3 separate regions of the Mus musculus genome follow, and all the other regions are linked to region 1. Evidence: chromatin contacts called from public promoter capture Hi-C data. All regions are on one chromosome and are shown on one strand. Each heading gives the region's core, a stretch centred on a gene start, on an enhancer-like site or on the middle of the called end of the contact. The rest is flanking DNA. Distances are from core to core; before and after follow the strand shown. Region 1 holds the start of Cbx5 (chromobox 5). Region 2 holds the start of Aaas (achalasia, adrenocortical insufficiency, alacrimia). Region 3 holds the start of Mfsd5 (major facilitator superfamily domain containing 5).

Evidence for each region. Promoter capture Hi-C pulls out the DNA fragments that hold promoters and counts their contacts.
Region 2: a promoter capture Hi-C map of pre-B cells shows a contact between it and region 1, with 2.5 times the contacts expected there. The contact joins the promoter of Aaas here to the promoter of Cbx5 in region 1. A contact is called at or near these places in 1 of 39 promoter capture datasets (pre-B cells) and 2 of 115 datasets of contacts at active chromatin or transcription factors (embryonic stem cells and pancreatic cancer cells).
Region 3: a contact with region 1 is called in a promoter capture Hi-C map of the HPC-7 cell line. The contact joins the promoter of Mfsd5 here to the promoter of Cbx5 in region 1. A contact is called at or near these places in 2 of 39 promoter capture datasets (the HPC-7 cell line and pre-B cells) and 1 of 115 datasets of contacts at active chromatin or transcription factors (pancreatic cancer cells).

Annotation. Positions count from the first base shown.
Region 1 is chr15:103,238,505-103,241,204 of GRCm38.p6, forward strand. Cbx5 (chromobox 5) reads right to left here and starts at 1,348. Exons shown (of 5, transcript NM_001076789.2): 1 at 1,229-1,348. Hnrnpa1 (heterogeneous nuclear ribonucleoprotein A1) reads left to right here and starts at 1,893. Exons shown (of 11, transcript NM_001039129.4): 1 at 1,893-2,024; 2 at 2,576-2,692. The coding sequence starts at 2,010.
Region 2 is chr15:102,349,420-102,352,119 of GRCm38.p6, forward strand. It overlaps Aaas (achalasia, adrenocortical insufficiency, alacrimia), which reads right to left and starts at 1,340. Exons shown (of 16, transcript NM_153416.2): 1 at 1,077-1,340; 2 at 534-661. The coding sequence starts at 1,199. Gm36246 (predicted gene, 36246) reads left to right here and starts at 1,408. Exons shown (of 3, transcript NR_155425.1): 1 at 1,408-1,493.
Region 3 is chr15:102,278,023-102,280,722 of GRCm38.p6, forward strand. It overlaps Mfsd5 (major facilitator superfamily domain containing 5), which reads left to right and starts at 1,434. Exons shown (of 2, transcript NM_134100.4): 1 at 1,434-1,607; 2 at 2,155-2,700. The coding sequence starts at 2,173.

The DNA.
Region 1 (2,700 bases), core at 98-2,597:
ACAAAATTGCAGAGAAAATACAAAAATATATGGAATCAAAACAATGAATAACAACTCAAGATATGGTGGAGTCTTCTGTCCCCAACACCCTAAATACCTCCTAAATGAATCAGCTTTTTCACCCCACACCAGACATCCTCAAATGAACAGCAGAAATAGGAGCTTAGAGTATCTTGAATGTTAGGGGAGAAAAATGTTCTTCGGAGAAGAGATTCAGATAAAAGAATTGGGAACATGAATGGTGGTGACAAGTACATGATGACACAAAACAAACAAACAAAAAACCAAATGTGTCTATTTTTATTAAGGTTTTCATTATTTCATCAATGACAATTATCCCTCAAACATACAGGCCTTGGCCCCACTGTTTCCATAGAAGCAACACGTTTTGACTTTTGACATGTAACTCTCAAAAACTTTCATAGAGATAGAAATACAAATACAGTGTCCCTGGAAATGGGTGCTAGTGGTTAAGTCTATTTTTCTTGGATGCTTTTCATTGCAAGTACTTTACCTAAGTCATCTCATTCAAAATTTCAATATTCTTCTCTTAAAAGTTTTCAAAGACTAAAGGCACGTTCTCCAAAGTCTCAAGTGAAGGGAGGAACGTACCAAAAACTACAAGAAAAATGATTAACTCAAGGGCCACAAGAAAACATATGTTTTCCCTAAGGTAATATACAGAATGAATGCCTTAGTTATAGGAGTCATTTTAAGTTAAAATACTCGCCCCCACAAATGCAAGAGTAAGCTTTATTGGGGGGGGGAGGGGGGAATCCTGTCTTTCTAGTGACTCCTGGCTTGCTCTAAGAATTTAACCAGCCAACTCCCGCGCTCCCCACAGGAGTCCAGCCTCTGCCTCTTGGGGAAGGCCGGCCAATCGCGCGCTTGGGGCTCATTGGCTCGGAGAGACGCAACTCAGGCGAGAAAAACCCGCCTCCCACATTCCGATGGCCCAAGGACCGATCGGTAGGCAGCTATAGGAAAACCCAATTGGCCTATAGGCTCGCCAGTCAAATGCTTCGGCAAGGCAGCTTCACAGAACCTGCAAGGATAAAACATCCCGCCCCAGTTGTCCTATTGGCTGGCCCGACCCGTCGCGGCCCCTTCACTGTCGTCGTCCACCCCCCCCCCCACCAGTTCAGCGGTCCATTCATTTCGTACAATAACCGGTGCAATGGGAGCGGGTTCAAGATCTCGTACGGGTAGACGAGACTCTGCCACTTACCCAAGATCTAAAGTGATCACTCACGCTAAGGCCTGCACGGTTCCTCTGTGGTAAAGCGGCACCACAAGCCACCGCTACCGCCGCCTTCTGCGCAATGCCAACCGCCCGCCAAAACGGATCCTTCCCTGCGCCTGCGCAACCAATCCTGGGCTTGGACCTTTTCTCCGCCCAAAACGCCTGCGCAAAACTGGACGCTGGTCCCGCCACTACGCAGGCGCCTAGGTTCACAACCCTCTCCCGCCCGCCATTTCACGTGTTCCAGGCAGCAGGCGGAACATCGTAGTGCGCCGGCGTGAACTCGCCATTTTTATTACACATGCGCCTTATAGGGAGTGGCTGGGAAAAGTCGCGGTGAGCTACTTTGTAGCGTGCGGTCCTTTGACGAGTGAGTTTGTAATGTTCGGGTGTGGGAAAGTTATGAAAGGCATTTAAAAGACGTGAATACATTCAAATATAAGTGACTGGCTAGTTAGCCAATCAATGCGATTAAGGATAAGATCCCTTGGGGCATCAGTGACTCAAAGGGGCGGAGTCTGAATAGAACGCCCAAACGGATGCCGTTTCTTAGCAGGGCGTCTTCACGGGCCAATGGTGGGAGGGAATAATTTCAAATCTCCAATAAGACTCAAGTAAGGGCGGAGTCTACCAATACCGAGAGCGAGGAGGCGGGATAAAAGGGCGAGCAGAAGGTAGGCTGGCGGGCACGTTCGTTATCGTATTCCTTTCTGCTCTTTGACGCTGCCGAGGAAGCATCGCTGAAGGCTCTCGTAACTCTACCGTCATGTCTAAGTCCGAGGTAAGTTGGATGCGCTTTGCAGCTTCTCTTTCTTCCACACTTACTGAATATAGCGGGATGTGACGTGTTTTGCTGCTCGCACCCGTGGTTTCGGTGTTTTATCGATTAGTGCTGAGGCCTACTTTAAAAAAATGCAGGTCGCCATTTTGTCCTCATAGTCACCATGAGGCTGCGATCCGACCGCCATTAACGTCCATGCACTGTTCCTTGTGGCAAACTTCACAGACTAATGATCTGGGGAGTGTGGCCTTTTCTTCCCCTCCCCCATTCTGGTCTAACAATCGCTTGTTAAAGAGATATTAAGTCTTAATGGGGATGGACCCGACTAACCTGTGCCCTTTGTTGCGCGTGCGTATGAAGTAAAAGTAAGGACGCATGCGCTGCGTGCAACTCGAGTGAATCCCCAGCAGCACCTCCTAGCCTAGGAAGGAGCACGTGGTCTCGTGCAGTAATAAAGAACAATAAAAAAGTGTAGCATGTGTTGTTGCGGGGTGTTGATTCATTTTCCCAGGTTCCAGCCCCTCCGCTAAACACTCCCTCCTCCACTTTAGTCTCCCAAGGAGCCAGAACAGCTGCGGAAGCTCTTCATCGGAGGGCTGAGCTTCGAAACAACCGACGAGAGTCTGAGGAGCCATTTTGAGCAATGGGGAACACTAACAGACTGTGTGGTAAGATT
Region 2 (2,700 bases), core at 90-2,589, 890 kb before region 1:
GAGTGCTGGGATTAAAGGCGTGAGCCACCACGCCCGGCACCAGGGATTCTTTTTACAGATAATGGCAATGATAATAATGGGGATGGCAAACACATCAAGGGATTAATGTGCCAGGAAATGCTTCTATGTGCTTTGTATCTATTTAGTCACCATGGTTTAAAGGGGTTTGGCTTTAGGACAGAGTAATTATGTAACTTTTCCAAACGTACAGTTAAAAAAAAAAAAGATAGCACAGCTTTAATTCTTACATGTCCTACATATTAACGAATCAATTCAACCTTTTCCTAACTTTCCTGAGCTTCAGATAAAAGCAAATGAGGTCGGTGCTGAGAGCAGGTTTGTAAAATCAAGCCAAGCTATTAGGGATAAATGAGGTTTCTGGTACACCCTTGAGTTTTACAATAAAAATGGATCACCTAATATGATTTGTGGTAATATGAAGACACAGACTGCAATAAGCAGCCATTCAAGAGCTGCCCAAAGCAGGCTCGGTAGACCATGGCCTATTTAAGCCACTGTTTGCTATGCCTCACCAAACATTGATGCATCTCTTCCACACTTGCTCACGGTGATGGATGAAGGCAGTTCTTGTACCATGGTCCAGCCTCCCTGGGGCTTTTAGGGGATCCTTGGTCAGGTGTAGGACAGGAAGATTGATCCACTATACCTCAGAAGAGAGGGAGGCAGTCAGTCTCTTCCCCAAATCTTAACAGAACTCCTTGCCATCTCCAACCTATGGCATAAGAGATTCCACGGCCCCATTTCCCATACCCACAAATGTAACACTTGTGGGACAGAAAATTTTCAGTCCTCATCTGCAAACCACAATCGTTTTTCACAGGGTTGACACTAGAGAAGACCTGATGGACGGCATCCATCATCTTCTCTACCCCTCCTAGAACCTCCTCACATGCCTTGGCATGCCTAACTGGGTAACACAGGCCCTAAAATATATTTCGTTCTCTCCAGTCTCCTGTGGGAGTCATGCCGTTCCCAATCACTTGTGAGCGAGCCCCGCCGCGTCGCCTCTATTCCCACTTTCCGCATCCCCACCGCAGCGTTCCCACCCGGACCACCTGGCCCCGAAAGTCGGGAGGCGGGCTCTCATAGCTGTTGCCGGTCACCAGCTCGTTATTGTGCTCATACAGGGTGACTTGACCTCTAGGCGGCGGCGGGGGGAACAACCCCAGGGAGCACATCTTGCCAGTCCGGAGAGCGTCTGGAATCGACAGGCTCCCGGCTGGTGACGACTGCGCTCCCCGGAATCTTAGTTCCCGGGCTAGATTCGTGTGAGGACGGGTAGCCGTACAGGACAAACGACTGCGCGAAGCTGAACGGAAGTGCAAGGAAGAAAGTTCCGAGTCGGGTTTCGGGACGGACTTCCGGGACTTCCTGGCGCGCCCCCTTGCGTACGGAGCGGGCACGACGCTGACACGTCCGAGGACCGACCTGTGGCGTAAGGAGCGCCGCGGTTTGGTTTTGGTTTGTTTCCTGTAAGACTACTGTTTTTTCCAACTCTGAATCCCCAGCAGCGTCTCCCACTCACTTACTTAGTACGGAAAAAGCCCAAAATAAGCCAGGTTTAGGAAAGTACCTAATTAAACTCTCCAACCCCCGTAAATATCCTTGAGGAATATACAGACGATGTCATCCTACCAGTGAGCTTTCCCCGCCCCCCCACCTCCAAAAAAAAAACAAAAAAGACTTTAGAGGACAGTCAGAACGGACTTCACAGGGTAAGGCGTCCTGAAAGAGAGAGACGGACACTGGAAGGACAGTAACTTTTCCCGAGTATATCACTAACAAACGCTTCTATAATCCTTACAATAACCCCAAAAGTGCACCGTTGAACTACCAGTAGCAAAATGACACAGATTGGACCAAAATACACACAAACCAGACATTGGTGGGGCATATTGGCCCAAGGCTGTAATGCCTACAGGATGTGGACAAGAATAAAAGGTTAGTGTAGACTGCGTAGCAAGCCCCTGCCTCCAAATACCGTTGACTCCGATCTGTAATCCCAGCATTGGGAGGTACAGGCAGGAGGATCACTGAATGTCCACTCCATAGTTCTCTTCCAACTTGAGATACATACCACCCTGACTTTGTCTTATTTAGGCTTTGTTGTTTGTTTGTTTGTTTGTTTTAAGATTTGTTTTATTTATATGAGTACACTCTCATGGTTTTCAGACACACCAGAAGAGGGTATCTGATTCCATTACAGATGGTTGTGAGCCACCATGTGGTTGCTGGGAATTGAACTCAGGACTTCTAGAAGAGCAGTCAGTGCTCTTAACTGCTGAGCCATCTCTCCAGCCCTAGGCTTTATTTTGAGGCAGGGTATGGCTATGTTGCTCTGGCTAGCACGGAACTTGCTATGTAGACATGACTGACCTTGAATTCATAGAGATTCATACCTCTATCTCCCAAGAGTGCTGAGATTAAAGATCTACCACCATGCTCTCCTGAGACCTTTTCTGAAACTGAAGGGGTTGGGGGGGGGGCTAGAACTACAGAGAGATGTTTAGATGGTTTAATTCTAACTTAATTCAATTGTGAGCTCAAAATCTGAATAGACAAATGGGAGGGAAGTGTGGGATGGTGAGACTCACAGGAACGGTATTAGCCTTTCCCTGCTATTGCTATCTCTCTGCTTCCTGGCCATTATGAATAAGCAAACTCTTCCACCTGCTCCTG
Region 3 (2,700 bases), core at 184-2,683, 960 kb before region 1:
GTCTTCGGACACACCAGAAGAGGGTGTCAGATCCCATTACAGATGGTTGTGAGCCACCATGTGGTTGCTGGGAATTGAACTCAGGACCTCTGGAAGAGCAGTCAGTGCTCTTAACCACTGAGCCACCTCTCCAGCCCTGCTTTTTTTTTTTTTTTTAATTTATTAAAGATTTACTTTATTTAAAAGTTTATTTTATGTGCATGAGTGTGTGCCTAAGTGACTATACTCTCACTAGTTTCATGCAGGTCTCAGAAGTCAGAAGAGGTCAGTCAGCTCCCCTGGTGGAGCTGGAGCTACAAGCAATTGTGAAAACTACTCTGCATATTACTCTTCAAAAGCAGTAACAAGTGATCTTCCACCCCTCTGCCTCTCCTCTGCAAGAACAGCAAGTGCTCTTAACCTGTTAATCATGGAGCATTTTCGCTAGGATTTATTTATTTATTTATTTATTTATTTATTTATTTATTTATTTATTTATTTGCTTTCCAAGCGCAAGGACTACATGAGCCACCACACCATGAAAGAAAGGGAAGTCCTGGCCAGGCGGTGGCAGCGGCGCATGCTTTTAATCCCAGCACTTGGGAGGCAGAGGCAGGTGGATTTCTGAGTTTGAGGCCAGCCTGGTCTACAAAGTGAGTTCCAGGACAGCCAGGGCTATACAGAAATACCCTGTCTTGAACCCCCCCCCCCCAAAAAAAAAGGAAGAAAGAAAGAAAGAGGTCCTCTCTAATAATAACATGACTTCTGGCGGTAAAGAAGGTAACTATCTTGGGGGGGAACTCTGCAGGAAGCAGTGTGCAAAGGCCCAGGTGGGAGCCGGTGTAGACAGGAGGCCGCGTGGTAGCAGATAAAGTCATGGACATAGCAAAAAGTCCCGGACAGATGCATTTGCATGTCTTTTGAAAGATGTTGGATTCTATCCTTAGTGAAAAGGGAAGCCATTGCAGGGGTCTCCAGGACATAATATTGAATACTGAAACTTAACATTCCAAGAAAAAGCAGATCCTAGGTAGCAGGAGGTGGGAGTCCAGCTCCAGGGCTTAAGTTTTTGTCACTGCTTCCGCAGCCGGACTCCGGCTTTACACCACACCGCCTCCCTCAGGTGTCTGGACAATACTGACTGCTGGCCGGGAGGTCAGGGGAGGTCCAAACCCTAGGGCAGCTCAATTTAGGGCAGCGGAGTTCATTAGCACGTGGTATCCGCTGGCTCTGAGGGACTGCCGGCACCTTTCCTTCTCCTCCTGGAGGAAAACAGAAAATACACTTTCATTCCGGACGACCCCGCGGATATTGGCCAGCTGGAGGACCCTATGGTACCCGCCTGCTCAGGCGCCCAAGAGAACAGCGCACCGCTCCAGCATCCCGGGCCCCATAGGCTCTTCCGCTCCTGGGCGGGGCGCCACGAGGGGGAGTGGCTTCCTGCCGCGCCCCGTCACGTGACGGGGCTATCATGGCGGCGGCCACGAGCCAGCCCGGCTCCCGGAAGCAGGCTGTGAGGGGCGGGCGCGCTGCTGGAACCCGAGCGGAGCCGGAGCCAGTGCGGGGAGGGCGGCCCGGCGGCCTGGAGCCGGACGTGTCCGGAGCGTCCCGGCAGACCGGGGCAGCAGGTGAGATGGGGGCCGGGCGAGGTGCGAGCGGATGAGGGGACGCTCGGCTGAGGCTAGGGGGCGCAAGGAGGGTCAGCCGTGACCCATAGCCGGGGAACCTGCGGTGCGCGCGCGTGACCGCGAAGCATTGGAGAGGCCGGCCCGGGCGGAAGGGATGCTCGGGAATAGATGTGGAGACACTGAGCTCCAAAACTGGCTTATCAGCGAGGATGGGAGGTACAAGAAGCCTGCAGAACCTATCATGGAGATGGGCAGTAGCCCCTTTTGAACTTGAGGGACCGAGATTACTGAAAGGAGTCCCCTTTGCTGTACCAGGCAAGGGTGGAGCGAGTGCTCTGGCCTCTCCCCACTGTCACCCTCCCCCGCCCCACTGAGTCCTAGGAGACAGCCACTCCTCCCACCCACCCAACTGGTCCCTCCAGTCTCAGCTCTGGGGGAGAGAAATTGACAGTGCAGTTGGGTGGAGTTGCCCTCTGCTTAGACACCTAACTCCTCGACTGTGCTACCTGGATTATGGATGTGACTGTGGCCATCGTTCTCTCCCCAGGTCGTCCGGGGGCCCATCATGCTGGTGACTGCCTATTTGTCTTTTGTGGGCCTCCTGGCCTCCTGCCTGGGTCTGGAGCTGTCAAGATGCAGAGCCAGGCCCCCTGGAAGAGCTTGCAGCAACCCCTCCTTCCTTCAGTTTCAACTAGACTTCTATCAAGTCTACTTTCTGGCCCTGGCAGCGGACTGGCTCCAAGCTCCCTACCTGTATAAACTCTATCAGCATTACCACTTCCTGGAGGGTCAGATTGCTATCCTCTACGTCTGTGGCCTTGCCTCCACGGTCCTCTTTGGCCTAGTGGCCTCCTCCCTTGTGGACTGGCTGGGTCGTAAGAAGTCTTGTGTCCTCTTCTCCCTCACTTACTCTCTATGTTGCATAACCAAGCTCTCTCAGGACTACTTCGTGCTGCTGGTGGGCCGAGCACTCGGTGGGCTGTCCACAGCTCTCCTCTTCTCAGCCTTTGAGGCCTGGTACATCCACGAGCACGTGGAGAGGCATGACTTCCCCGCCGAGTGGATCCCAGCCACCTTTGCCCGAGCCGCCTTC